4 separate regions of the Mus musculus genome follow, and all the other regions are linked to region 1. The links are chromatin contacts, called in public Hi-C and HiChIP or PLAC-seq maps. All regions are on one chromosome and are shown on one strand. Each heading gives the region's core, a stretch centred on a gene start, on an enhancer-like site or on the middle of the called end of the contact. The rest is flanking DNA. Distances are from core to core; before and after follow the strand shown. Region 1 overlaps Dlgap2 (DLG associated protein 2). Region 2 overlaps Dlgap2 (DLG associated protein 2). Region 3 overlaps Dlgap2 (DLG associated protein 2). Region 4 overlaps Dlgap2 (DLG associated protein 2).

Region 1 (7,245 bases), core at 2,798-5,297:
AATCCAAAACAGAAGGCCATGGACCCACACCCTCCTCACAGGGAACGTATGCTTACCCACCTCTCTCTTCTGTATTGTGCTGTCTAAACAGATCATACATTTCCTACAAGGCCACGTCCTTCTGTTTTGTTTTAGAAGACAAATTTCTTTCCTTAGAAACATGCTCAAAATGTAGTATGCAGCTAAGATGCAGTAACAGGAGTATCCCTAAACAGGGAAGGAGGAACAGGGTAAGTCTTGGCACAACCTGAGATCCAGAAACCCTTGGTTCTCCCCCATTCTTCTCCCTTGGCCTCCCGTCAGTACTGGTCAATCCCTGAAGCCCCCTCCGCAAATTCCTAGTTTAGGATGGATCCTGCATCTATTTGGTACTACACAACACACCGGAGCAGAATTATGCCCTCCCCTCACTAAGCATGGACATGGATAGCCTGAGAACTCCCTGTAGTCTTACTCAACTGTATCCCCAACCCTTGACCCTGTGTCTGGTACTATAGGTGACCAATGTCTGCTTTGTGGTGTAACAAGTGCACAAATGTTGATAATTCAGAAAATGGGATATTAGAATTCATTTTTTAAAAAAATAAAGAGGAAAACATAATAAGAAACTACGAGAGTTACAACTCTGTGGTTGTTATGGGTTTGCAGAGCAGAGACTGATGGCGTAGATACATAATGGTAAAACTCAGAATGCTAGGGTGGGCTTTAACTTAAGGCTCTGTACCTGCACTGTGGCTGCAGAAGCTGTGTGGGACAGTGGGAGCAGGCAGGATGTGACAAGGACGGAGCTGGCCAAGCTCTGATGCAGGAGCACAAGCAGAGGCTTTGTGCCCTGCCACCTCCTTATTCTTCCTGCTGGGCAAACATTTGTTCAGGGCATCGAGGGAAAAGTGGCATGAGCATTTATATCTGAGCTCCTGTGGCCCTCTGGGCTCGAGGCTCAGCAATGTGGAACTGCTCCATCCTCCCGTGCCTTTTTATGGGTTCCTCCCTCACCCCCGCCTTCAGCTCCAGGAGACATTCAGGAGAGCTGGCTGCATGGCTCTGTCTGCTGGGACCCGAGATTGATTTTGCCCTGCTTGGCACGCTTGGATACTTGAGTTTGGAGACAGGTCAATGCCGTTAATAGCTGGAGGACGTTTGGGCAGCAGCTTTTAGTTTAGCGAGAATTATTCTGTATGGGTGAGCAAACTTGGAGAAGCTAAACTCACCCCAAGCAGCGGCCAAACCTCTCCTAGGATGTCTCCTCAACTGTAAGAGCTTTTGGCTGTCTCAACAAGGAAGCAGGTGCATTCAAATGAGCTCCACAGGCCCTAGTTGTTCCCACTATGCGACAAGAAGCTCTTCAGAGACACAGGGGATTAATGAGTATCTCAATTAAACCATCTGCCCTGCTACATCCCAATACCTGGGTCCCCCACCGTACATTCCCTGATTGACCCAATCACTGGGGTATTCCATCTAGCAACTTTGCTTAGTGACTAAACCAGTTCAGATCTGAGAGCAGATCTCTTCCACGGTCCTGTGAGAACAGTTCTATGGAAGAAATAGACTACCCAGCAGGAGGAGGTATGTGGCCACTGAGGGGCTATGCAGTGTTCCACTCTGTACACTAACCACACCTGAACCAAGACAAGGGTCTGAGCCTCAGGGAAGGGTGAACAAGGTTTACCCAGGGCTGGGGAAGGAGCATGGCAGTCAGTGGGGAGTTAGGAAAAGGCAGCACTGATAAGGTGATGGGCGGTGGGGATGGAGGCCTGCGAATGCTACAGGAAAAGGTGTAGCGAGGCTTGCTGTACTTGCAGGCCAAAGCCTAATCCTGGGTGTAGCTCCACCGGGGTCAGGGTGGGGTCACTTCCGACTTCCCCTAGCAGCAGCTGTGTTTTCCTTCACTCCCCGTTTCGGGGGGCAGGGAAGCATGCAGAGGGACAGTTCTGTCCTGGAACTACAAGGAAGGGTGCTGGACATGCTTCCTATGCAGGGCAGGCAACCAAGCCTCAGAACTACAGACTGGGAGCAGGCATTTCAAGGCTGCATGCAGGTCTTCCCTCAGATCCCCATCTCTCCTCTGCAGCAAGGATGAAAGTGTGTTGGCTGGCAGCCACGTCTACCTGCAGAAGCAGAAGGATCTCGTTTGGCCCACTTCTGTGTTTTAATTACCTGCCAGCATTTAAAAATGAGAAAATTTCACATTCAAACAGAAATGGGATTATTGGCTTCTTTTAAAGCTTGGCGATCCGGCAGCATTATATCCTGTGTCCTGCAGGGCTGGAGCACTGAGTGTGTGTGAGTGTGTGTGTGTAGTGTGTGTGAGTGTGTGTAGTGTGAGTGTGTGCTAGTGTGTGTAGTGTGTGTGAGTGTGTGTGTAGCATGTGTCAGTGTGTGTGTCAGTGTGTGTAGTATGTGAAGTGTGTGTGTGTGAGTATATGTGTGAGAATGTGTGTTTGTGTTTGTGTGAGTGTGTGTGTGTGTAGTGTGTGTGAGTGTGTGTAGTGTGTGTGAGTGTGTGTAGTGTGTGTGAGTGTGTGTAGTGTGAGTGTGTGCTAGTGTGTGTAGTGTGTGTGAGTGTATGTGTGTGTAGCATGTGTCAGTGTGTGTGTCAGTGTTTGTAGTATGTGAAGTGTGTGTGTGTGAGTATATGTGTGAGAATGTGTGTTTGTGTGAGTGTGTGTGTGTGTGTGTAGTGTGAGTGTGTGTAGTGTGTGTGAGTGTGTGTGTGTGTAGTGTGTGTGTGTGTGTAGTGTGTGTACGAGTGTGTGTAGTGTGTGTGAGTGTGTGTAGTGTGTGTGAGTGTATGTGTGTGTAGCATGTGTCAGTGTGTGTGTAGTCTGTGAGTGTGTGTGTAGTGTGTGTGCGTGTGTGTGTGTGTGTGTGTGTGTGAGTATATGTGTGAGAATGTGTGTGTGTGTGCACCTCAGAATTCCAGAGGAACAACGGAATGTTTGAAGATCACGGGAAAGGAGTCAGGGCAAGAGAACCCAGTTACACACTTTTGAAATTGCACTAAATTAAGAAAAGCTCGGGAATTTGTGAGGCCATGCATCTTAAGCTAAAATAAATATCTGGAAGACATGCGCGAGGGTGCTCAAAGCTAAAGTCTTAGCTTCCCTAATTAAAACATAAATCTGTGGAAAATCAATGTGAAAACTTCAGTGCTCAGCAGGGCCCCCTCTGAAGCGCTTTCCAAGAAAGTGAGATCAGTGCTCTGGGATGGAGGGAGGGAGAGAGAAAGAGGGAAAGGGGGTGGGGGGTAAGAGGAGCCTAGGCTCTCTCAGTGGGGCACAGCTCTGGGGGCACAGTGAGATAAAGTGGTGCAACAGATCCCTGCATGGACTGGATGCTGCAGACACCCCCCCCCCACACACACACACACACACCTACTCTTTAGAACCACAAGGAGATCATAACCGTCCTCTGCAGTGAAGATGTGAATAACAGACTCAGAAGTGACACAGCTGGCCAAGGTTATATATGCAGCGAAGGTGGCTAGACTGGAGCCAAACCTTGCTGGTGCCATCAGCACTCAGACTCGATCTGTTCTGCCTGTCCCAGGTCCAAAGCTGTGCCCATGGAGGGGAGAAAGAGGCTCTCTCTCATCTGCTGTCCCTGCCAGCACAGGTGCCATTGGATACTCCTCAGAGGGGTCTCAATATACACCTGGTTATAGATAAGATTCCCCCCTAAGTCCTAAGTGCTCACCTCTTCTAGACTTCATTTTCCCAGAATCCCCGACATGTCATCTCAGGACCCTCCCTCTTTCTGCTTCTCATCTGGTTCAGTGAGAGGAAGAAAGCACACAGGGGACACGGGGGACACCACGCCAAGGAGAAGGGCGTAACAAAGGCAGGAGGTGCCTGGCTCTAGCCCACATGTCAGGACAGAGATTTCTGCTTGGAGCCATGCATTGGTTATTTTATTATCTTAGGATTCTATTCACAGGGCCTGGAAAATATCCTGTCTCATGCCAGAGTTTTGGGTGGGAATGAAGTCACTGACTGAGACTTCTCCAATAGCTCAGACAGGACCTCGTGAGGAGAGGAATGTTGGCTCGGTGAGCTGAGGAGTGAATAAGCAGCTGCTGGCAGCTTCCAGATGAATCTCTGTTTCTACTTAGACTATGGAGCAAGCCGAGAATATACCCAGCCAAATAATAATATCATTCATTTGATGCCATTCGCCTAAAATGATTATGGCCCAGCAGAAGTTGAAGTGTTTATGTATCCTGCAACAACAGGCAGCTGGCTACAGGGCTGGGTATTCAAATTAATTCTGAAGATAGGAGGAAAAATAGAGATAAAGTAATTTTAAAAGGCAATGCATATATTTCCATTTCTATAAATCACTAAGAACGATAAACACACGTCCTATGAACATGCCCTACAGTAAAGACGTCAGATGAATTTGGGTCATCTTAGAACTCTTAAGTCCCGTGTGGGGAGAAGCTGACCCATGAAATGCCAGCTGAAAGAACGGGGCCATACTGTCCTTGGGCGTCACCTTGTGTGTGTGGTGCAGTGGAGACTAAATGTTGGAAGTTTGGTGCCAGGTACAAGTAGCAATGCTGTCATAAATTTGCTTGATGGGAAGAAGGGGTGGGGCCTGCAGCAGCCTACACTTGGACAATGTTATTCACCCATGGTGTTTCCTGCTTCATCGTGATACCTTCTTGCCACCTTACACAGCCCTGCAAAGACCCACCAGGTGCAGTCTGGGCACTGATCTGCCCTGGCACAGACAGCTGAGAGAGTGGTCCTGCAAACGTTTAGGAGACCTTAAGTAGGGTGAAGGGTACCCAGGCCACCAAGGAGAAGGGTAAGGCTGCATTCTACAGCTGTACAGACAGTCATTACAAGATCCAGGCCAGTGAAAAAGTCCCAAAATATTCCATTGGAAATTACTTGAAAGAGGGGTGTTTGGGTGAATTTCTCAAAGTCCATCATATGGATGTGTAATACAAGCCATAACAAGCCCTGTTTTCTGTACAATAGACACATAATATTTTTAAAAAATTAAGTCCTTTTTAAACAAAGCCATGAACAGAGAGTCCTGGTGCATCAGAAAGCCCTTAACTATTTCAGTGTTTCCCAGGGGCTCAAAAGCAAAGTGACCCTACAGATGCTCTCAAAGTGACCCTACAGGGTCTCTGATGCTCTCATGCGGCCAAGCAACTTCTAGCGACTGGTACTCAGCTGTTGCAGTACTAGGCACGCTGTGGATACTCTCCAATATTCTGGAGTAGATGTGTGTGTGTAGGATTGAGGCCCCAGAAGGACAGGGGCTGGGCAGGTGGGGACATCCTGTCACCTCTGGAATTGCTTTGAGAGTCATTGGAAGAGCTGATGTCTTAGGCTCTGAGAGCAGCATTCGGTCAAAGGGTAGAGTTTTTTCTTTTAGCTATTTTGGAAAATGCATGAGCTCTCATAAAGAGCGCTTTCTGCGGAAACCTGAGTATCACGGCAGCTGGAGGCAGGGGTACTTACTGTCACTACTGTGGTGGCCTCATTACTACCAATAACAGGAGGAGTGACAGTAACTGTGTGGTACAGGGCTCACCGTGGTCACAGAAATCAGTCTAATAATAATAAGCTAGGGAGCACCCTCTGGGAAAAGGAAACAGTGAGTCTGGAGGTCTAGGCGATTGATGGCATGTAGATTTGACATAGACTAGCCTGGCAAGATGACATCTGGCTCCCCAAAAGACAACCACGGGTGATCATGACTTCCCTGAGGACTGAACACTTCCCACGTTCTGAGAACCCTGGTGTCCACACCTGAACACTGAGTCTAAAGGACCAAGCCTGACATTAAGGTGACTTATCCTCAGGCCCTAACCCACAAGCGCCTGCATCGACTTTCTCTGGGGATACCGTGTTCATTTCACACGGCTCATTTTCATCAATGTCACCGGACCGGAATCTACAGACAGGATGAATGTGATGGAGGGATAATTTTGCTTCTTTCACTGGAGTCTAAGATCTGTATTCTCTCTGCCTCGCACGCTCCAGCTGTTAGCTGCACAGCCTCATCCTGTGCCAAGCCATTGCTCAGCGAGTTTGCTGACTAAGGAGTGGGGAATGAGGGGAGGTTGAACAGAAAGTCATCCCAAAATTAGGCTGCTTCCTCATCCCAAGGACCAGGAATTGGGCCATCTTCTGGCCATCTTCTACCCTCTATCACATTTGTTAGTATGCCATGGATGAAACTGTCTTAGTCCCTACCATCTCCTGGCAGCTGGCTTTGTCCTTTTGGTTCCTATTCCTGTGGGAGCTTCAAGGTGTATCTCAGAAAAGATAAGGAGGAAGGAGTAATCTTGGGTCAACTCTTGGCCAGAGCAGGGCAGAGACACTAGAGCCCATGAACCCTAGTTGCACAGCCTCTGAGATCTATGCTCCAACCCCTATGGTTTTGGATGGCTGCCTTGTTTTTCTTGAGGCCTTTTAGGGAAGTTATCTGAGGATCTTTTTAACTCTTGTGGGCCTTTTGATGTAAAAGGTAGCCCTGCCCTACTTCCCTAGAAGAAAGGTTGATATTTTGAACTTAATCTGGCTTCAAAATCTAGGAAAAGATTCTTTGTTTTATTGCTGTCTGTAACATTGCCAGTAGGCAAATGTTCGAACAATGACTATAAGTCCAGTTCTCCGGAGAAGGTCTTCAGGGAACGCTTGGAAGAAATCAAGAGCGTGAGCCATATTGTCACTAGGCCATGGTGGGCTTGGAAGTCAGTGGAACATGCTAGCAAACTAACAGGGATACCTGGTTTGTTGAGCTATGCTATAACCATAGCCTTGGGCTGCATACCACTACACTGACATAGGACCACACGATAGTTTGTTTTGGATGTCAAACTTGATTGGCTTAAGAAACGTCTAGTTCATCACTGAATCATGCCTTTGAGTATGAAAGTACCTCTCCAGATGATTAACGGAGTTGGCACTTGTCCCGGATTTGAGCAGTACCATCTCATGGGCTAAATCCTAAAGGGGAAAAAAAAGAGGCAAAGGCAGCCAAGCACCACTTTTTTATGTGCCTCCTTATGTGCCCTGCTGTGAACAAGCAGCCTTGTGTGAGGAGAAGACGAAGGATGACTGAGCTCCCAATAGGCTGGACTTTGTGGAGGAAATCAGGGACTCTGGAGGAGTTTCAGACAGGTGCACAAGTCTACGCATCTTACCTGGACGACTTTGCTTGCCCATAACACAGTGCTTTTACAATAAATGCTAAGTCTTGGCTATAAACCATTACCAC
Region 2 (7,245 bases), core at 2,548-5,047, 220 kb before region 1:
GCCGCCACGGCTATCTTGGGGCCAGGGGGACATCCTCTGGGCACGGCTGTCCTGGTAGGCATCCTGTGTCGATTCCGTGCTGCTCTGGGCCGTCACAGAGATCAGAGGCTTGGAGGTGGTCCGTGGAGGCACCGGGGGAGGCGTCTTCTTGTAATTTGTGTAGGAGACAGCTGTAAGAGAAGAAGGCCTAGTCAGGGGAAATCCTCCATTGAGCTGGTCTACAGCTCTGATACGCAGCTCAGTTAGGCTGTTTCTGGGCATCTGGCCCGAAAAAGTCAGGCGAGTGGACAAGATTCTGTTGTATTTAAAGATATCTGTATGGATATATGTGTAACAAAAGGAAAATCATAAAAGCACCTAAAGAATCTAGCATATAAGTTAAAAAATGTGTGTGTGTGTGTGGGTGTGCATGTGTGTGAGTGTGCATGTGTGTGAGTGAACATGTGTGTAAGAAAATGTATGTGCGTGTGTGAATGTATGTGTGAGTGTGCATGTGTGTGTGTGCGCGCATCTGAATGTAAGTATGTGTGAAAATGTATGTGTGTGTGTGTATGTGTGAAACAGAACACTTCTATACCACTGATTTCATGAAGGTCACCATGTTGTGCCAACACCCCTTTTACCACACCAGGTGAGGGAAGCAGGCGGGGTCCCAAATCAGAGACAAACATGAAATGCACACATAGGGAATCACTGGTGTGAGAAACCAGGGCACATTGAAAATGTCAGTCACATTTATTGCACAGTGAGTGACAGTATTTGCAATTTTCTCTCTTCTGATTGTATTTCCTACATTTCTTCATAATGAGTAGCTGTTATTTAACACTCACAAATAAAGTGAAGTGAGCTCACCATGGCAGCACATAATGCCGATGAGTGGGAATGCAGTTTAAAGGGAACGGTGGCAAGAGTCAGGAGAGAAGCTGGTAGAGAGAGAGAGGCCTTTGGTCCTGTGAAGGCTCCACAGATGCCCCAGTGTAGGGGAATCGAGGGCAGGGAGGTGGGAGTGGGTGGGTGGGTGGAGGAACACCCTCATAGAAGCAGGGGGAGGGAGGATGGGATAGGGGGTTTGTGGGAGGGGAGAAACTGGGAAAGGGGATAACATTTGAAATGTAAATAAAGAAAATATCCAATAAATAATAATAATAATAACAATGATAATAATAATAATAATTTAAAAAGAAGCTGGTTGAGAGCTGGGTGTCACAAATCAGGCTAAGTTTTTTTCTGCCACAGAAAAAGTACCTTGAATCCCCCCTTTCCTTTCCTTTTCTTTTATTCACACACACACACACACACACACACACACACACACACACACACACATAATAGAAAAGAGATTTTCTTTGAGTTTTTTTTTTTTGTTGTTAATGTGGATCTATCTAAAGAGAGTTATTAAACTAAAAGCATTCCACATTTTCAGATTCAGAGATGTGCATGGTGAGATTCTTGCTCCACCCACTGCTCTCTGTGTCTCCACCCACTGCTCTCTGTGTCTCCACCCACTGCTCTCTGTGTCTCCACCCACTGCTCTCTGTGTCTCCACCCACTGCTCTCTGTGTCTCCACCCACTGCTCTCTGTGTCTCCACCCTCTGCCGATGTTCACACACTGGCATCTTCCATGGCTACCTTTTACAAACACCCTGAGACTCACTCATCCTCCTCCATCCCCTTGATCCCATGATGCCAAGCATGGAAAGCACGTGCTACTGTCTGCAGCACTGTCTTCTCAATGTGGTTCATTCTGGGGGACGTATCCCACTTGGAGATTCTCTGGGTGTCTCCTGGAATCCCAGCTCTTGCTTGCCTCACAGTAAATTACTTCAAAGGTGTGAATGATGGAGACATATGTGTGGTATCTCCTTTGTTCCTCTTTTCTCTGGTCCTAGAGTCTGAGGGCCACATAACTAGATCCCTGTGCTGGGTGGAAGTTTCAGGCTCTTGAACAACTGCTCTGCCCCAGGTCTTACCCCACCCTCCCCAGAAGCTACCAGAGCCTTCTCTCACCGCACCACCCAGCCCTACCTTTGTGCTTGGCCTCAATCCCCCTACCTCTGTACCCTGTCTCCCTACACCTCCCATCCCACTTCCCCACCACACTTATGCTGTCTTCCTACTCTACCACTTCTCCTTAGACTGTTTTCTTTGCTCCCCCTGCCCCCCCACGACCCTGTCTCTACTGCGGCTCTGTCCAGTGTTGCCTCCCCAGGTCTTTCCTGAATCCATCCACCAAAGACCAGCATCCCAGTTTATCTTCTTAAGGGATTCATTGGAGTCTGGCTCTCTTCAGTCTGGGACACACTGATCTTGGTTTCCTCTACATCTGACATCCAGCCCATATTTGCCAAAGACCCACCAACCTCACAGTGCAGCCAAAGTCACAAGTAGAATTCCATGAGAATCCCTGAGCTTAGCATCTGCATGGGAATGCTGGGCTCTCAGTGTGGGACACAGACAGAGAAAAGCCACATGCCCAGAAAGGTGATGGTTTTTCTATAATTTTTTTTTTTGAGAATTGTTCTGCATTTCTCGGATAATGAAGGCAAAAGGCAAACACCTAAACATTTTAAAGCTCATTCACAACATGTTTGAGACAGGGTAGAAACACTGCCAGCCCCCATGTGAGATTACTGGATGAGCCAAGGTCTAGCTGAGAGAGCCTAGAGAGGCCGGCAGTGGCTGGAAACATCCTGCTGGTGGGCACTGCCTTTGGCCTCTTTGAGTCCTCATGGAGTTGTGTGGATATTCAGGAGGGCACAGAACATACAGACAGGATAACAGGGAGAGCTATGTAATAGGATCCGGTTCAGAGGTCAGTGTGAGAAGGAAGGTCACCCCGTCGAGCACATAGAAGGAAAGCTTTCAGTGAGCCGGGCTTTTTCCACATGGATTTATCAGGCCTGGTCACAGGCAGCTTCTGGGAGTAGGACACAGGCTAGGGGGGAAAACAAAGAGGATCCGTCTGCTGGCCGCTGAGAGATGGTCAGAAGTCACTGATGCCAGCTGACCTCTATGATGGCTTCTTCCAATGGGCCACACAGGTTTTTTTTTTTCCTTTCTTTTTTGACAGCTACTGATGATCTGAATCTGTATTTGAAAACCCAGAGCTATAGAAAACCCAGGAAAAAGTCTCCATGGTATGGCTGGCACCAGTGTCCCTTGCCTTGCCTCTGGTCTCTGGTCAGATTTTAGCTGGGTTAGAAGAAGGCAGCAATGTACATGTACTGACCTGGGAGAGGTACCAGCCCACCCAGTGACACTCTTAGGAACAGAGCCAAGCCGTGTCTTTCATGCACATGCAAAGATACAGAACACACCTGTCAGGTACCACTATTTCTAAGTTTGCTCTTCTCACTTGTGAACTTGAGTGAGATTTAGGCATAGCAGATCTCTCTGAGATGCTGGCCACTGGCCTGTTAGCCAGCTCATGTACTGTGGGTCAGAGAAAGGTGCCGAAGCACTTGGTCAAGTGGCAGGCAAGGAGGGTCCTATCATCATGGAGTTTCCTGGGTCTCCCACCCTTCCCCGTTGGAAGGACAGATGTCCACAGCTGTGGTGATCCTGTTTATTCTTTCCCTTGGGGGATCTTGGAATATCTGGTGATGTTTTTTGAGGGTAGAGCTGTGGTGCTATGGCACACCCCAGATGGGGTCTGGTGCTGCTGAAACCTCTGGATATTTAGATAAATTCACTCCCCAAAATGGACTTCATTCTGAATGTCAATAGTGACCAGGCTGATGACCTCAGAGGGGCTAACCATTCTGTCTCTCGATATGACTCTTACGCTCTGACGTCACGTGTGGGGACATATGTGTCCAGGCAAATCACACTGCCTCCTGGCTCTCAGCTTTGGCAATATTGGTCAGCACGGGTCTTGCCACGTTTGAGAAGACTAAACTAGAGTGCTTTCATTTAGAGTCTTCTTTTCATTAAGCTCTTACTAGTTTGTAGTGTATCCAGGACATTAAGCACTACATGTGCACACTTACATGTGCCCACAGGGGAAACGGCAGGTCCACCTGGGAAGACCATCTATAGCAGTAGCTCTCAACCTTCCTAATGCTGTAACCTTTTCACACAGTTCCTCATGCTGCGGTGACTCCCAACCATAAAATTATTTCACTGCTATTTCATAACTATAATTTTGCTGTTGTTATGAATCATAATGGAAGTATTTCTGGACTGAGATAAGGGTCGTGACCCACAGGCTGGAAACTGGTGACTTATCGAGTGTCTACAGCAGAGCACTGGAAGCCTGGATGCCAATAGTGAAGAACACGGGATCAAGAAGCAACAGAAATCTGCATGTGGGTCTGGGGAGATGCATCAGGGAGTAAGTCACGTGCCGTACAAGTGTTAGGACCTGGATCAGATTCCCAAGAGCCCATTTATAAAAATATCCAGGAGTGGGGAATAGTGCTTAAATCCTAGAACCTGGGAGGTGGGGGTCTCATCAAATCAGTGAGCTCCAGATTTGATTAGAGATCCTGTCTCTTAAAAATAAGGTGAGTTGACCTCTGTTACACACACATACATACACACTCACACACACACAGTGTATATCTCAACACATCTAAAATGATTTGTCTGTCCTACAACAGTTACATATATTGTCATAGCATGCTGAAGAACATTAAATCTCCTATCAGGTGAACTCCTGAGAAAAATTTGTTGGCAGTTGGCCTTTCTAGGAAATTCGAAGATACACTCCAGTTCTACTTCATTCCTGCCCAAGAAAGTGTCCTATGCCCCAGTTCACAATGCAGGACTCACTGAGTGTGTTTAAGTAAAAAACCAACATTTGAAAATATAACAACCAAAACTTTGTTGCTTCATGGCTCTTTAGCAAATCATCATGGTAATTATGGGGACGGCTAGGATAGACCTCAGAGAGCCCAGAGAAACCAAACTCCATGCCTTCTTGCCTGGCAACATGTTTGTTATGGGGCAAAGATGGGAATATTGACACTGGTGTCTTTGCAGAGCAGGAACCCCAGGGCATGGGCAGCTAAGGAATTAACAGGCTCTTGCAAAACCCAGTGAAGGGCTTGCTACACTCTAGCAGGAAGATAGGAGAGGTGACTTTTCTTCAATGACAAGAAAAAAAAAATAGGTTGGCAGCTTTCACTGACTCAGGCTGGGCCATGATGCCTGTGTAGAGGGGCAGAGATAATATCTACTTGGTGCCAGTAATGCAGTGTCAGGGGATATCCTTGACTGGCTCTGGCTGCAGTCAGAACATCCAAGAGAGATTCTTCTTATTGCAGAGGTTAAACACACATTACTTAAGCTATCATATTTTCCTAGTAAGCCTTTTTGAAAGCAAATTCAAATATATGTATCTTTAATTGCAGTCAACTGTTCTGCAGTGAAAACCTATAATTACTAATTTTCACATTCAATCCACACTGAGTATCATTCAACCTACTAGGGACCATAGATATCACATCCCCAGACACAGAGGAAGGGTCTGGAAACACTTAAATCTTACAGGTTTATAAAACCAGCCCAGCATAAACACTGCAGACATCACATGAGAATTATGCCATTAATCTGTTGGTTTCAGGAATCATTTTTCTAGGTCCCATGTCTCTGCAAGGCTCTGGACTTTTGCTTTGATGCAATTTAATATTTATTATTTTGATGTCTTGAATTGATTATTGTAATTGCTCAGCATTCTTTAAACAACACACATGGTCCAGTATCTGGAGCTCACCTCCATGTAGCTACAATGGTAGAATCAGGATGGAAGACAAGTCATGGTGGTCGGTGCTAAGCTGAGCCATCTCTCAAGATTGTCTACATACACCACCTTCAGAGGGGTGGGCTTCATGTATCTCCTTCCTGGTGCTCTGAGAAATAACAGTGTCACTCTTTCTACTGACATGAGATGGTGTGCTCTTGTGACCTTGGGAAAACTATCCTCTTCTATCTCCACTTGTCCATGTTTCTGCTAAGCACCCAGAACCTAGCCATTATGCCATGGTTACCTACTGCCTCTCATGATCCCTCTCCTTAGTGAGCAGGAAAAGACAAAAAAACCAAACCAAATCAAAACCAAAACCAAAACCAAACCAACCAACCAACCAACCAACCAACCAACCAACCAACCAAAACTGAAACCAAACAAACAAAACCACCACAGCAACCTGGAGCTTGTCCAAAGCCTTCACCTCTTTAGAGATTACTACCAACTTACTACACGATACATATTTACAAAATTCAATCATGGGGAAGAAAATCCTATCTATGCCTCTTAGGAAATACCTAAGAGTACACACATCTGCACATGCATGTGCACACACACACACACACACACACACACACACACACACCCCTCATGTGGTTCCAGAGAAACACACTCTTTCCACACACAGGATACCCCCACACCAACATGGCTATACCTGGGATGCTCACACACATGCAGTGAGGCTCCATTTGAAATGCCAGCATCCACGATATGACTCCACATAGAACACCTAAGCATACATACAGTGTGACTCTATGTGGGACACATGCTTACCCACCTCATAGCTTCATATTGGGCTATCCAGGGTCTGACAGGAGAGTTGAACCAACCCCCTTTACTGGAAAGAAGACAACTTGAATGAAATAGAACAAATTGCCCCATTCTCCCTTCCTCATGACAGTGCCGTGACCTCACTTTCCGGGCATATGTAACTATCAACACCCAGACTCCAGGAGCACATTTCTGAATTCAAACCACCAGTCCTTTGAGAGCCAATAAGGAGCTGTAAAATCTGGTGTTCTGTGGTGTGGAGCACAAATCTCTCATCAATGCAGAGCGTACCCAGAATGGCAGGCATCACCATCTCCACTCTCTCTGGATGTGCACACCACCCTCAGAGTCACAGCACTCTCTTAATTAGATCTTTAAGAATAGCAGCATAAAAGGAATTACAGTAATCAAGCTGGAGACGGCCTAGATGAGAAGGGGAACTGGAGAAACTGAACTTTGAAGGAAAAAAAATGATTTGACATAAAGGATTATAGACATTTTGACACTTTAATTAATGTTAGTCCCAAAGCATAAGTATAAATCAACCAAGACACCAAAAACACTTCCCACGGGCATTTACACAATGGTCTCCCTAAAGTTTCAAAACAATTAGGCAGCCACACAAGTTTTGGGGCCACACTGAGGGTTAGCAAGTAAGATGCCTGTTTAGAATGTGCTAATTAGCAAGAAATTATAGTGTAGCCAGCACTTAGCATATCCCAGA
Region 3 (7,245 bases), core at 2,953-5,452, 200 kb after region 1:
ACATCCATATACGGCTGAGTGTTCCAAGGTCCCGCTCTCTACACACTGTCTGGCGGTGGGTTTCTGTATTTGTTCCCATCTGCTATAGGAGGAAGCTTCTCTGATGATGACTGAGCAGGGCACTGATCTATGAGTACAGCAGAATGCCACTGGGAGTCATTTTTCTGCATTCTTTTAGCAGAACAGTAGTCTTTGGCTTTCCCCTAGGTCCTTGGCCTACCTACTCTCAGGTTCTTGGTTACCCACGCAGCAATGGGTATGGGTTCTATTTCATGGTGTGAGCTGGTTGGTTGCACCCACATTCCTTATGCCACTATTGCATCAGTGTACATTGCAATCTACAGGCAGGACAGCACTGTAGATCAAAGGGTTGCAGCCGGGTTGGGTTTACCTTTCTCCTTGGATAGTGTGCAGAGTACCTTCCAATACTATGAACACTAGTGCATGAGGGTGGGTGAAGGCTCTACATAGGCACCAGCTCAATTGTGTTCTTTTTTTTTTTTTCAATTTTTTATTAGATATTTTCTTCACTTACATTTCAAATGCTTGGGTTCATTTTTAATTAAACATTTTTAAACACAAAACATAAAATTTGTTTATTTCTTTGAGAAGCTATGTGATTTGTCTGGGGTCTTCCTATTTATTTGGCCCAGGCTGGCCTCAAGCCACAGACACCCGCAAGCCTGTGTAGCAGGAGGTCCATGTATACCTCTTCACCTGGTCCCCACATGACGCTTTGATGTATAAGTACATTAGATCATGTTTCAAAGCAAACAGGTCTGTCTTCTTTGGTACTTATCGGTTCTCCTTGGGGAAGACACCCAAGCCTTTCTTCTGTTTCCTGTGGTTCTTCACTGTTATCTAGAGTGGCCCTGATGCACAGGCCTGGTCGCTCTTTTCTAACCAGAACTTAGCACCCTCTGATCCATCTCTTCTCACCCTCCCCTCTTGCCCAGCCTCTGATGATCACCATTAACCTTTCAGATGTCTATTCTCAACTGTCAACTAGACTATGTCTGGAATTAACTAAAACTCAAAGTTGGTGGGGGATTTTTGCTTAGTTAGATCATTTGAAGTGGGAAGATCCGCTTCTGATCTGGATCTTTGCAGCGGGGAAGACAGAGCTTAAATTGAGATCTCTTGAAGTGGGAAGGCCCACCACTAATCTGGGCCACAGCTTCTGCTGTAGTCTCTATAAAGGAAATAGGGAGGGGGCATTTTGCTCTCCACCTGCTTGCTCTAGCCTCATAGCCAGTCCATTCTGTCACTGGCATTCAGTGAACCTACTTCTTCAGGGTTCCAGTGTAGTCAAGACCAGGTGAGACATGTAGCCTCATGGCTTGAACATCTACTAGATTCTTGGACCTTCTGTACATAGGCAGCAATTGTTGCATTGGGGACCACATACTGTAAGTCATTCTAATAAATCCTTTTTAGATAGATGGATGGATGGATGGATGGATGGATGGATGGATGGACAGACAGACATGAACAGACAGGCTGATTGATTCATCCTGTAAGTAATGTTAATCTAGATAACCTTGGCTAATGCACCCCAGGGCTGACTCTCTGTGAGCATATCACACAGCCAAGATCATGCAATTTCACTTAGCATCACATCCTCTGGTTCCATCCACACATGATTCCATTCTCTTGGATGACTAAATAACATCCATTTGCATGTGTCATGATCTTTATACATTCATCAGATGACAGGAACTTAGGTTATCTCCCTTTCTTGGCCATTGTGAATTGTTCTGTGGTAAGTGGATTGCGGATGCTGCTCTGGTGTGCTGACTTCATTTCCCTTGGGTATGCATGTGTTAGCGGAAGTGTTGGGCTGTAGAGCGGTACTGATGGGAGACCATCAGCTTGTGTCCATCAGGCTCTGCTGACTCAGTCCTGATGACAATATGCAAGGACTGGTCTCCTCAGCCTCCCCAACACCTGTTCCCATTTCAGTAGCTGCCATTCTTGCTGGGACAATGCCTCACTGTGACTTTGATTTACATTTCCCCAGTAATTAGTGACATGGAACTTTTTAAATACAATTAGAGGGAATTTCTATATTTACCTTTGAGAAATATCTCTCTCCTTAGGATATATAGCTCACTTTCCAATCATTTTACTTGACTTTTACTGGATTAGATAGATAGATAGACAGACAGACAGACAGACAGACAGACAGACAGACAGACAGACAAACAGACAGATGATAGATATATACAGAAAGATATATAAATATAGATATATAGACTCTTTTAATTTGTTGAACTTTTTGGTAAAGATATTCAAAATATAAAATTACTCTTTTAACATTTCAATTGTACAGTTCAGTGGTGATTATGATATTTATACATGAACTTACCATTACTATCCATCTCTAGAATGTTCCTCTTTATAATCTTAGGCCCCAAGACCTTAGCACAACTGACTCCACGGCAGAAGTACCATTCAGGCTGTAAAAACTAGCACATAGACAATGCCACCTGCCAAAACTAAAACAAAGGCCTAATCCATCAAAGTCCATATCGTTCTGGGAAAGTCTCAAATGTACTAACCTTGCTATTTAGCTTCTGTAGTTCTGTTCCTGGTTAGCTATTCTTGTTAACTGAAGTATGTCACGCTATAACATGGCTTTTGTGCTTAACAGCTCACCCTGAGAGAGGCTCGGTGTTACACTGGGATCCTGAACACCCAGTATAGTCACTGGCCAACTAATAAAGACTTTCTATTGACTTAAACCCACGTTTGGACAGTCTTCTTTGGCGGATACTCCACAACATGAGGCACTAACACTCCACTCTCCCTCAACCTCTGGCATTACTACTCCATGTCCTGTCTCAATGGATGTGGCCACTCTACAGCCACATGTGACTGGAACCATGGAGTACTTACTGGTTTTGTGGTTAGCTTATTCATTCAACATATTGCCCTTACTTAAGGTCCACCCCAAGAAAGGTGTTTTGGGGCCTCTGTCTTTTGGAAAGCTGAATTGTATGTAAGTCTAGCTTTAATACCCATCTGAGAGACACGCTCACTGAACTCATCTGCTCAGTACAACATACTGCAGAAGCTTCGGGACAAATCAAATGCTAGCTCAGCTTCAGAGACGCTCTTGATCATTAGAGATGCTTGCTCAAGAATGTCTTTACCAAGTAGAGTCTTGGCAATTCCCTCCCATAAATGTGAGCCCCCTCAACACTGCAGCCTGTGCCACTCTTCCCAACAGGAGTCCGAGGGGCTCCTAACACATCTCCTTCAGGGCCACCCTTGTGGCAGCACAGGATCTTAATCATATACTGACTTCACTATCGCATGGCCACTTGGGAAGAGTTGTTCTTGGACATCAGTGTGGACAGGTGATGTTGGCACCCAAAGCAGGCTGGCGCTCACTGACACCATTTGCAGAAACAGAAAGGGAAACTGTCACCTCAACTGAAATCAAACACCCAGTGCTGTTTATTATGAATGCTACATTGGTTATAGTTCAAATAGAGCTTTAAGAAATTGATTTTTAAATGTTATCACCTACACGACACTTAAATCCTTTTTTTCAAAACTCTTCTACTTTTATAGAGCATATCTCTTTCAATTGGACCTCTTCCTTGGCTGCCCTCCTTAACTCTTACCCAATCACATATAGAAATGCCGCTAGTGAGGTCAAGGAAGGGTACCCCAGTACCCTTCACACAATCTTCCTGTCCTCAGTGAGGTCTCAAAATTTCTCTTTTAAATAACTCTTAGGTTTACGGCCACTTCTGAGTTTTCTGTGTAGTTTTACAAAATAGCATAAGCAATATGTTTTCACTGAAATGACAATTTTGAATGAATACCTAGGTGTTTTTAGAAGGAATTATTGAGATTTAAGGAAATCATCTTCAAAACATTGAAAGCTGGGTAAACATTAAAAAAAAATCTGTTATGTCTAAATACTGTGTACACGACATTTTAGCACTAAATGTCAGGCTACTGTCCACCAGGGGACCGCCCAAGTTCAAACACACCATCTGTTCAGGGCATGCGCATAGCTAAGGCTCTGATGACAGGGGAAGTGCTCCATCCTTAGCGGCTGCTTCAGCATTGTATGAGCAACTGTGCCAATCAAGAGATCTTTCTTATCATTCTGGTCCTCCTGCAGAGGCTGTGGTGGGATTGGCAGCCTGCAGGAGGCCCAGCATGGCATAGCTAGATCCCAGGGCTCGCTCAGGCCTCTGTGAGTCACTAAATCAACAAGGCACACCGGTAAACTGTCTAATGGATGATGATCAAATACCCTGTTCACCTTGGGATCTCCCTATAATAAAGAGATTACTCCAAAAGACATTGTTTTCTTTTCATCATTATGAAGTTTTTCAAACTGCTAACAGAAATATTAGTCCCCAGAAGCCCTCCGCAGGGACACACAGCAGCTAAGAGGAGCTCTGACAAGCCGCCAACCCAGTGACATCACTGGCATAGAAACGCTTTAGGAAGCTTTAAGCCAAGAATGGGAGAACTTGGGTTATTTTGTTTAATGTTTCTGGGTTCTGCCTTCAAAGAATCTCTTTTAAATGTCACGATATTATTTTCTGAAAATCATGCTAACTCCAGAGGAGCCAGCTCCGAAACACATCCCTTCCCACATGAATGGTAGATAAAAGACGGATAGAATGTATACTTGTTCTCCTGAAAACCCCGCCTAGCAAAATGGCTAGTAAAAATTATTTCTGAGTTGCTTAATGTCCAGAGCACAGAGGAAGGACTCCTGTCATAGGCCTGATGGCAGACTGGATGTCTGTGACCAAGGCAGTATGTTGAGTCAACAGGGTCCAGTCAGCTCTTCAAAGCCAGAAAATGCCTTTCTATACAGTCTCTTATTTGTGTACCCACTGTTGGCACACTCTGGAAAGTCCCCTCCCATTTTCCACAAACTTGTAAAAGAACATTCCTGCTCCAAAAACATGCCTTTGGGGATAAGGGGAGGGGGAAGAAAAGCCAGGGAACCTGCCACAAACAAGCAGCCTGAACACTCAGATGCAGAACAGTATGAGTTTTTGTGATGTTGATAAAGAGAGCTTGGTTCTGTCCCTCAGCTCCCTGGCCAGGGAGGACCCAGACTGATGTGCCATGTGAACACGACCCCTATGCCCCCGTCTAATCAAGTTACCAAAATGGCCAGAAAAGAGGCAGAACCACACAGGGTCAAAAGGTAAGCATGAGCCAATGTAAAGCAAGGCGTAGCCATGAGTCACAGAGACACCAAGCCAGGCGCCCATTCAATGCACAGGCATGAGTGGGTTCCTCCCTTGAGTGGGAGCAAGTCTGGCTCCTTCCCTACGATGTGTCTGAGCACATGCTCCCAAGTGCCCAGTCACGGGCCTGACCTAAAGTTTCTTACACACTGGGCTTCTCCATCCAACACAAGCCTGCTGCTCAGTTTTCCACAGAGGAGGTTTCAACTCATCCAGAGAGCTTGGAGCTTCCTTAGTGGCCCAGGAACTATCAACAGGGTTGAGGCGTCCGCCTAACCAAGGAAAGAGAGTCCTCACACAGCGAGAAAGCAGCCCCATTTGTATTCCAGGACAGTGTCTGGAAAACTACCTAGGGAAACACCATTTCTAAACAAACCGACATTTTTCAACTGTTTACATTGGCTATTCTCTTCATCTAATAAAAAAATATTGATAGCTAAAATGTATGTTGATTTTCTTTTCAAACTATGCAAAGTTTGCTAAAATTGTTTGCTATTCCTAGTGTCAACTGGAGCATACCCTCCAGGGAAAGAAAAATAGCACTCATTCAGCAAACATTTATTAGACCTTATGTCCCTAAGATTCAGATTGAGAAATTAATTAGCTCTTATTAATGTCCGTAAGTACATTATTGCCCCCTTTACTTATATTCCAGAGTCTCAAGGCTTTTTAATATTACAGGGGGAAAAGGACAGCCAAATTAGTCTATTCTGAGTCCAGTGACTAGGGCAACAAATACTAGGAATCAGTCTTCCTGCTGCACTGACTCTGGCTAACACCACCAGTGACTTCCTGGCCTCCATAGAGGTCCCAGATGACAGGCTCCATCCACTCTTCCACCGCTGAGTGACAGCAAGTGAGAACCAGTGACAATCAGAGAAGTGAAGACCAAGTCGAAGTCGAAGCCTCAGCAAGCCCTATGCACAGCGGTGGAAAGTAGACGAAAACTGCGTGGTACAATCCCAGGAAGTGGAGCCCTGGCCTCCAGGGATGAGAGTCCTCCAGGGATGCAAAGAACGACCCCACACAGACCCCAAGAACCTAGAGCCTCAAGAGGCCCCTGCCCAGAGCCTCCTGAATAAGGAGTGTGGTGTAGTCAGTGAATCCATTATTTAAAGATAATGAAGATGGTGGAACCCTCAACTCCCCATGAAGTGACAGAAGGGACCCACAGCCTCAATGGAAGAAGAGTTCAACACTGGTGGTCATCTGCTACCATATAAAGGGGCCAAATCTGCAGAGACCCCTCTGCTCCTGCTCCTGCTCGAATCTGTAACAACTGCCCAAAGATAAGGACAAAGAACAAGTACCCATTCTCAGACCACGCTGGGTACATCTATGTTGTGCTTATGTGGTCCTTTCATCATGGCAGCATCCACATGCCATGATTGATGTCATGCCCACACTAAGGAGAGCCTGGCACCTGGGCCTAAAGAAAGGGAAGCAATTACAAGAACACTCAACAGACACCAAGGCAAAGTACTTCTTGAAGGCTCAGCAGTCCTCAACCTGGGGGTGACGACCGCTCTGCGGTTGAATGACCCTTTCACCAAGGCCATCTAAGACCATCAGAAAACACAGACATTAACATTGCAATTCTTAACACTACCAAAATTATAGTAAGGAAGTAGCGATAAAAATAGTTTTGTGGTTGGGGGTCATTCACGACATGAGGAACTGTCTTAAAGGATCACAGCTTTAGGAAGGTTGAGAGCCACTGCTCTAGATCAATGCCAAAGAAAGCCATATGTTGTTTGTTTGGTGGATAAGTGGGTGAGTTGAGATGGGAGTCTCACTTTGTAGCTCAGGCTAGCCTTACTTCTACGATCCTGCTACCTTGGCCTCCTAAGTATTGGAATTATGAACATGTCTATCATGCTGCAGAGGTGTGTTGTGACAAACTGACAAACACAAGTTGTAGCTCACGTGGTAATTCCACAGAAAGGAGACACGCCAGAAGCTATGACGCATGGTCAGGGAACTGAAAACACAAAGCCTCAACAGAATATAG
Region 4 (7,245 bases), core at 3,335-5,834, 130 kb after region 1:
AGTTTTCATAGACTCTGTTCTTGGGGGAGTCCTGACCGATATTGGGGTCTCTCCTCAGAAGATCAAGCTTCTCATGAGGCTAAGTACTTTGTACTTTTCTCTTGTTGGCAGGGACAGAATGGGTCCCCACTGCTTCATCTGCTCACTCTTTCCACAGAGTGGTAGGAAACACGGTCCCCAGAGAGCTTCAAACACATCAACTGGGAGGTAGTGTAGAAGGCAATGAGACTGTAACTCCAGCCTGTGACTTCAGCAGTGAACTTCACTCAAACTACGAACAAAAGTATACACCACATTGTCTCTGCGGCATCCCTATGTTCAGCTTAGCAAAATCAGCAATAGGTTATAAATAGACACGTGTGTGTGTGTGTGTGTGTGTGTGTGTGTGTGTGTGTGTGTGTGTGTGTGTGTGTGCACAAACCCAGCTGTCTGACTTCATCTGGTCTTTTGGAAGAATCAGGTTTTGTAGCTAAGCATCACATACTTAGAGGCATATTTATCCTCCATTTGCTGTTGATGGCCCAAATGAAATGACATCATTGAGATGGGGGGTACAGGGTGGATGGGATAGCTTTTCTTAGGATCATAGGATATCAGAGGAGGTCAGTAGTGTGTGGAACTTGGCAAGAGAATGACACATCGTCTCGGGGACACTGTCCCCCAGGGATCAAGAATCTAGATAGATGGTTTTATGATGAATAAGCATCGTGGACTGAGTGGAAACACCATGAATCATCTCAGAACAACCGCTAGACACTGCCCTTGAGGAGGAAAAGTGAACAGTTTTCATAGGCACCAGGGACAAACCAGGGACTAGAGGATGAGAGGCACCTTAAATGACAGAGGGCAGAGCTCTGGAGTGAGAGGACAGAGGTAGGGGATAAGTCCTTGCTGGAAACTGAGGCAAACAGGAAAGACACCAAAATACACAAAGGAAATTCAAACAGGACTCTGAGAATAGCGGTCTAGGGTCTGCTGACCGCAGTCTCCACTCAGTCTCCTACAGAAGGGTTGGTAAAGTCAATTCATTGTCCTGGGTTCCTATCCTCCATGGTCTTACCAGGTCTAGCTTTCCTACATCATCTGATTCTTCTTTGGGGGTCACCTCTGACTTCTACACCTTTTCCAATAATGTGGGATCTTTCTAGAAATATACAACGTGAACCCCATTGCACAGAATATCCACTAGGGTATTTTGTGGGGGTAGGAAGGGCACATAACCATGCATCACACAGGACAAAGACTCCTGTCTGCTGGTGTCTATAGTTTTCTCGTCTTCAAAACTCTCAGTCATGTGTTGATCACAGCAATATGTATTCTACCACACAGGCTTGCATTCCACGCAAAGTTCTAGACCCCAGAATTTCACAGATGACAGACCATTCATGTAAGAACTGTTGAGTCTGCGACTGTCTACCGTGGTGTTCTCTACAGTGACTTGGCACTGGCTTCACAATGCACAGGTCCTGGGGAACCATCATTTTAAGGTCTCAGTTCCTTTCCTAGGAGATCTGCCTTCTGACCCAGCAGGTGACAATGGCCCACCCGAGAGCTCTGTACTTTCTCTTTAACCCTGCTTATAACCCTGACTTTGTGTGTCTTTGCTGTACCCTTTTATCAATTCTGTCCAGCTTTAAGGAGAGATAGTATATAAACTGTGCTCATTTCTACAGCCTAAAGCCCATTTTCTACAAAATAAATGAAAAGGGAAATTGCTATATGAATTGAGAGCCAACATGTATTACAAGAGAAAGACTTAATCAGCTCCAATATCACAACGTGTTTACTTATTTGTTAAAGTAAATTCCCGAACAATATCTGCTCATCCAGACTTCCAGTTACTCCTACTTAAGGTGAGGGCATTACAATTTCATTTGTATAGAGTTTTATAGGGCAGAATTATACTCAGCAATTCAGTTTATGGTGTGTGTGTGTGTATGCGTGCGCGCTTGTGCATATATATATGTATGTATGTATTTGCATTCAAATTATTTCAGGGAAAACTTTCAAGTGTTTCATCAGATATCAATTTTCCCAGAATGAACCATGGGGAAGTGTGAACATCATCTTTGTCCCATCATGGGATCTTCTTATCAAAGGTTTTGGTTATTGCTTGATTGGATTGGATACAGGGTCTTGCTATACAGCACCCTGTGGCCTTTAGCTTGCCATCCCCTTGCCTCAGTCTCCTGAGTGCTAAGGTTCCATGAACCACTATAAGAGGTAATAGACATTCCAAACAGCAAACATGAGACTCAAATTGAGGATGGGTGCATGTTAGGAGTACATTCCTTCACTGTGAAAGCAGAGGAGCGTACTTATCAATCCATGTCCACAGGTTGAAAGTTTGTCTCATCCAGCCTGCCGACCTCCAAGGCTTCTGACACAATACTACAGAGCATCCAAGTTCCCCTGGAGACAGTGGAACTGAGGGAGAGTTGCAGGTCTCTGCCCCTGGCATGTGCTATCAGACTATTACACTACATATCACCAGAATCAAAACACAAAATACTACTGAGTTAATTTTTTTATTAGATATTTTCTTCATTTACATTTCAAATGCTAACCCAAAAGTCCCCCATACCCTCCCCCCCCACTCCCCTACCCACCCACTCCCACTTCTTGGCCCTGGCATTCCCCTGTACTGGGGCATATAAAGTTTGCAAGACCAAGGGGCCTCTCTTACCAATGATGGCCGACTAGGCCATCTTCTGCTACATATGCAGCTAGAGACACGAGCTCTGGGGGTACTGGTTAGTTCATATTGTTGTTCCACCTATAGGGTTGCAGACCCCTTCAGCTCCTTGGGTACTTTCTCTAGCTCCTCCACTGGGAGCCCTGTGTCCATCCAATAGCTGACTGTGAGCATCCACTTCTGTGTGGGCAGACTTATATGGTGATGCAGCCCAGGCAGCAGTTCTGCTGCTCACCACAAGCACTCCAGGGCAGAGTGAAATCTACCACCAAGGAGCTTTCACTGAGACTAGCAACAAGGTGAAATTAAGACACCATCAACAACAGAAGCTATACTGGGTGCCGTGAACATGTGGATAGCCTCAGCGCTCACGTGGGAATCAGCCAGCAGTCCCTGCTCCCCAGTTTGTGCATTCTCCTTAACTTAGCTGATGATGCTGTTAACAACCACCTGCATCAACAGTCCCAGGCGAGCCCTCCATGGCCACCGGGGTAATTCCCATGTAAACTCTAATTGATTTGTTGACATTAATTGATTGACTCATCCAGATGGAAGAGGCAGGCCTCCAACTGGAATTATTTTATTTTATTTTTTTATTTTTTGCAAAACTCAATAGTGAGAAGGCTGGGCCTCCCATATGTGCAAACATTTAGATTAGATGTAGCTCAAAGATGCCACTCAGAGCATCAGTAATCAAACTGAGACTTGGAAGTGATACTCCAGGAAGCCACCAGACAATGTCAAGAGCCGAAATCTTGGTGTGACCGGCACACAGGTGGCCATAGACTATGGTAAGGTTCTCCCATTACACTACAAGATGTTTTGTCCTTTTTCCTCGATTTGTTCCTCAGAAGGTCGGCTTCAGTCACACTCAGCAGAGGAATGCCCAGTTAGCCTATCAGCACCTAAGCATCCCCACATGTCTCCTAGCCTTAGCTTAGTCCTGAGCAGAGCTTTGGAAAGAGGGCTAGGACACCCCCCTTTCTCCCTCTCTTACCCCCTCCAGGCATCTCATCTCCTTTCTTTCTACTGTCCTTGCTGCTTGTATCCTCATTAGCTCCTTAGACCTCCTAGGGATACTTTTGTGGCCGGCTGACCATGTGACCTGGGTATGCTCTGGGTATACACACAGCTCTATATCCAAAAAGAACTTTGTATCACTGGGGCCCACTATCTACCCTCAGGTCACTAGTGAGGATCAGCCCCGTAGCTCAATTCCTTCACTTTCGTCCTAACCACTGAGTAGCTCATGGGGACTCTTGTGTCGTCATATTCTGTGTGGGGACATGTGCCATACTGTGGCTGCGCTTCTCTACCTACCAGTTCCAACAGGCATCAGAGCTAGAGCACACTTCTTCAGCCTACACCAAGCCTGCTGAAGCAAGGGGTTTATCTATGTCCTGTTCCTGTGGGAAACACATTCTTCTGGTGTCCTGCTTCCCCGGCGTCTGAGCAGCATGTTACTGAGGGAGTAGTACTTCTGTCAAGTTAGGCGTGAGGTACACCTGCTCCATAGGCAGCCTGAGGTGGAACCTCTCCCCCTCTATGGAGTCTGTCTGCTTCGTCGCAAAGAACACTTCACCTCTACTGCAGACCACAGCCTTTCGCGTCTGCCAGGGTCCTTCACATCCTACTCCTGGGCTGAGGGGAATGGGAACGAGGCCAGGCAGGCAGACATGCCATCAGCTCGGGGCGACAGGTCTCTAAGGTTCAGCAGGTGACAGCACTGGATGTAGGAGCTCAACCCTGAGGCTTTGGTCATCATTTCAGGACAGGGAGCCCCCCCCCATTTTGATTTCTGGTTACAAAGTAGATGCTGACAGATGTGCAGCCCTGGTGCGGTTGCCACTCATTAGACAGGATGGAGATGTGTTTCTCCTCTGACTCATACTGAGCCCACCCCCGCACAGCAGCCAGTGTGTTGCTTCATATGATGCACACTAGGTACACATATTGTGCAGTACATACAGAAATGTGGCTAGCGGTGGTCAACCGAACTTAACACTAGTCTCTCTCCGTCGAAAGCTTTGTGGCTTCGGCACCCAGTCCCAGGGACGCAGCGAGCCACCCTGATTCTCCTGTCTGTGCTTCGCCTAGTCACAGCCCTGAGTCCAGATGGCAGAGGCTGGGAGAATCTGCTGCCATTCTAGACAGGGCCCCATTCATCCTGCCCTCCTAGTTCCTGCACACAGCCTGCTCTCCCGCTGCTGCCCTCAGACATCAGTAAGAGAGCAGACTCTGTCTTGGGATAATAAGGAATTGTAAGGAAGCTCAACAGAGTGGCACACCCAGGCCAGATGCTGAGGCCCTCCCCGACCTTCAGTGAGAACCATAAGGAAGCCACAGAGCTGCAAACGGGCCAGCAGGGATTTGTGGCTGTTTTCCTTCACACTCCAGTCAATTTTAGAGACTATGTGTTTGTTTCTGGCTCTCTCTGGGAGCCAGCTCCCCTAAGTGTGGCTGTGAAGGGACCGGGACTCTTCGAGCTACCATGTAGCCAGATGGACTCTTGTTTACTGTAACTCCCCAAATCTTAAATAGCATTGATTCAGATCCCTCACTCTACCTTAAGCATAGGCTGGATGCACACTGCCTGGCAGCCTCTTGGATATTCTATTGAAGACTGGTCACAAACCCAGGGTCATCTTTGCTTTTAATAAACTATGTAGCAAAAGCAACATGGCTGTATCATATGGAATGATGCCATCTGTTTGCCTGGCTTAATGGCTCCAGCCCCACTGATTTTTGGAGGAAGGACCTATCAACTGGTGTCAGGAAGAGACATACCTGAGCTCCAGAGTATTACCCAAGTCAAGAGACCAAGCACAATACTTCAGTGACACAGGCGGGTGTGCCCATGTCTTTCCAGAGGCGGAGAAAATGTTGAGGAAGAGAGACTGGATTCACACAGACAAAAGCAGGGTCCTCATGAGGATGCACAGAGGGAAAGAGAGAGGACCATATGAAGATACAAGAAGACAGCATCTATGAGCAAAGGAGAATAAGCTCAGAAGATGCTGGCTGGCCTGACTGCACATAGATGCTGGGTTTCTAACCTGTAGGATTATATAGAGTGGTCCTCAGGTCTTGGGTTGAAGACATAGTACATTTTTGTGGCCCAGGACCATGGAAAAACAGCCTTCCATATTCCGTCCTCTTGTCCCCACCTTCTTCTCCTGTGATTTGTCTCGGCTCAACCACTGCCTCCTCTACACCATATTTTATGTTCTCTTCTCCCCCTCTGATTGTGTGTGTGTGTTTTCATGGGGGTTGTACACAGATGACATATTCATGCATATGTGTCTGTGTAGGTATGTAGGACAGAGATCAATCTTGGATATTGTTCTTCAGGTATGGTTCATCTTCAGTTTTGATGCAAGGTCTCTCAATGGCCTGGAGCTTATACACTGGGCTAGGCTAGATCAACAGTGAGACACAGGGATATTCCTGTCACTCTCCTGGGCCCTAGGCTCACAAGCTCCTACGACCCTGCCTTGCTTTTCCTGGGGCATATTTAGAAGGGTGCACATCACAGAGGCACTTTCTTTTAGATAGTACCCATGATGGGGAAAGAGTTAGAAATGAAGGCACAGCTGCAAATGTATATCATAAATTAGATTAGGAAGGACTGGAACTGGCCACTTCGTGTCTAGCCACAGCGAGACAAGGTTCTGGGAACCAAACTGGGGTCCTCCTGCCTGTTTCACAGACACTTTGCTAACTGAGTTATAGTCGCTGTGAGGCTTTATGTTCTTTTAATCAATATATGACATGGGGGGAAATGAACACATGTGGAATCTCTGATGAAAAAGGTACCTGGAGATCTACAGACTCTACCACTGGCCCGCTGTGTGTGTGTGTGTGTGTGTGTGTGTGTGTGTGTGTGTGTGTATGTGTGTATGTGTGTATGTGTGTGTGTGTGTTGTATGTGTGTGTGTATATATATATATGTGTGTGTGTGTATATGTATGTGTGTGTCCATGTGTGTGTATGCCTGTATGTATTTATGTGTATGTGTGTGTGCATGTGCACAATTCTATGTCGATGGATTTACATACATGCACATCTAAAATAAATGTCAAATTTGCAATAAAATACCTATTTACAAAAGAATGTGTCGTGACTTTAAAAAACAGAGCATCCACGGAGACTCGGTCTCTAAACAGAATCAGCTGCTGTGGCTACACAAGAAGCGGCCAGCTCCCATCCTTCCTGATCTAATTTATGATACAGGATTTGAGGCTGTGTCTTCATTTCCAACTCTCCTCCACTGTGGTAGCTGTCTCAAAGGAAAGTGCCTGTGATGAGCATCCTTCTCCATATGTCCAAGATAAGGTAGCCCCTATTCTAGGAGCTCATGTTAGGAATGAGTCTGATATAATAAGTGACAGCTCTGTGCTTAATGTCCTACTATGCTCCAGCAAGTGGCTGCAGCCTTCATAACAAATTGTCAAAGGCCCTGAACTTTCTTCAGCTCACCCCTCATTTATTCTCCACTTATGGTATGCATTGTCTTCCATTTTCCTTCTTCTAGAGTAGCATCCCCTCAA

What was found. HiChIP or PLAC-seq counts read pairs in DNA pulled down with a chosen protein or histone mark. A called contact is a pair of places that touch in the nucleus more often than the background predicts.
Region 2: a Hi-C map of muscle stem cells shows a contact between it and region 1, with 2.3 times the contacts expected there. The contact joins two enhancer-like sites. A contact is called at or near these places in 1 of 15 datasets of contacts at CTCF or cohesin (the NIH/3T3 cell line), 1 of 484 Hi-C or Micro-C datasets (muscle stem cells) and 1 of 115 datasets of contacts at active chromatin or transcription factors (the NIH/3T3 cell line).
Region 3: a Hi-C map of the C2C12 cell line shows a contact between it and region 1, with 4 times the contacts expected there. The contact joins two enhancer-like sites. A contact is called at or near these places in 1 of 15 datasets of contacts at CTCF or cohesin (the NIH/3T3 cell line), 1 of 484 Hi-C or Micro-C datasets (the C2C12 cell line) and 1 of 9 other capture datasets (embryonic stem cells).
Region 4: a CTCF HiChIP or PLAC-seq map of the NIH/3T3 cell line shows a contact between it and region 1, with 9 read pairs. The contact joins two enhancer-like sites. A contact is called at or near these places in 1 of 15 datasets of contacts at CTCF or cohesin (the NIH/3T3 cell line), 4 of 484 Hi-C or Micro-C datasets (the C2C12 cell line, cerebral cortex, embryonic fibroblasts and 1 more) and 2 of 115 datasets of contacts at active chromatin or transcription factors (the NIH/3T3 cell line and embryonic fibroblasts).

What each region holds. Positions count from the first base shown.
Region 1 is chr8:14,600,318-14,607,562 of GRCm38.p6, reverse strand. All of the region lies in intron 4 of Dlgap2 (DLG associated protein 2), which reads right to left. Among named protein-coding and RNA genes, the nearest start is that of C030037F17Rik, 160 kb to the left of the region's middle. Within about 2 kb of position 4,047, at least 43 of the 459 cell types and tissues checked have an H3K27ac peak or open chromatin away from gene starts, as enhancers often do. A contact at or near this core is called in the C2C12 cell line, the NIH/3T3 cell line and muscle stem cells, where this site is marked.
Region 2 is chr8:14,815,268-14,822,512 of GRCm38.p6, reverse strand. Dlgap2 (DLG associated protein 2) reads right to left here. Exons shown (of 16, transcript NM_172910.3): 10 at 1-170. Among named protein-coding and RNA genes, the nearest start is that of C030037F17Rik, 53 kb to the right of the region's middle. Within about 2 kb of position 3,797, at least 22 of the 459 cell types and tissues checked have an H3K27ac peak or open chromatin away from gene starts, as enhancers often do. A contact at or near this core is called in the NIH/3T3 cell line and muscle stem cells, where this site is marked.
Region 3 is chr8:14,403,713-14,410,957 of GRCm38.p6, reverse strand. The region is part of intron 3 of Dlgap2 (DLG associated protein 2); the gene reads right to left. Among named protein-coding and RNA genes, the nearest start is that of Gm26184, 130 kb to the right of the region's middle. Within about 2 kb of position 4,202, at least 14 of the 459 cell types and tissues checked have an H3K27ac peak or open chromatin away from gene starts, as enhancers often do. A contact at or near this core is called in the C2C12 cell line and the NIH/3T3 cell line, where this site is marked.
Region 4 is chr8:14,470,705-14,477,949 of GRCm38.p6, reverse strand. All of the region lies in intron 3 of Dlgap2 (DLG associated protein 2), which reads right to left. Among named protein-coding and RNA genes, the nearest start is that of Gm26184, 200 kb to the right of the region's middle. Within about 2 kb of position 4,584, at least 30 of the 459 cell types and tissues checked have an H3K27ac peak or open chromatin away from gene starts, as enhancers often do. A contact at or near this core is called in the C2C12 cell line and the NIH/3T3 cell line, where this site is marked.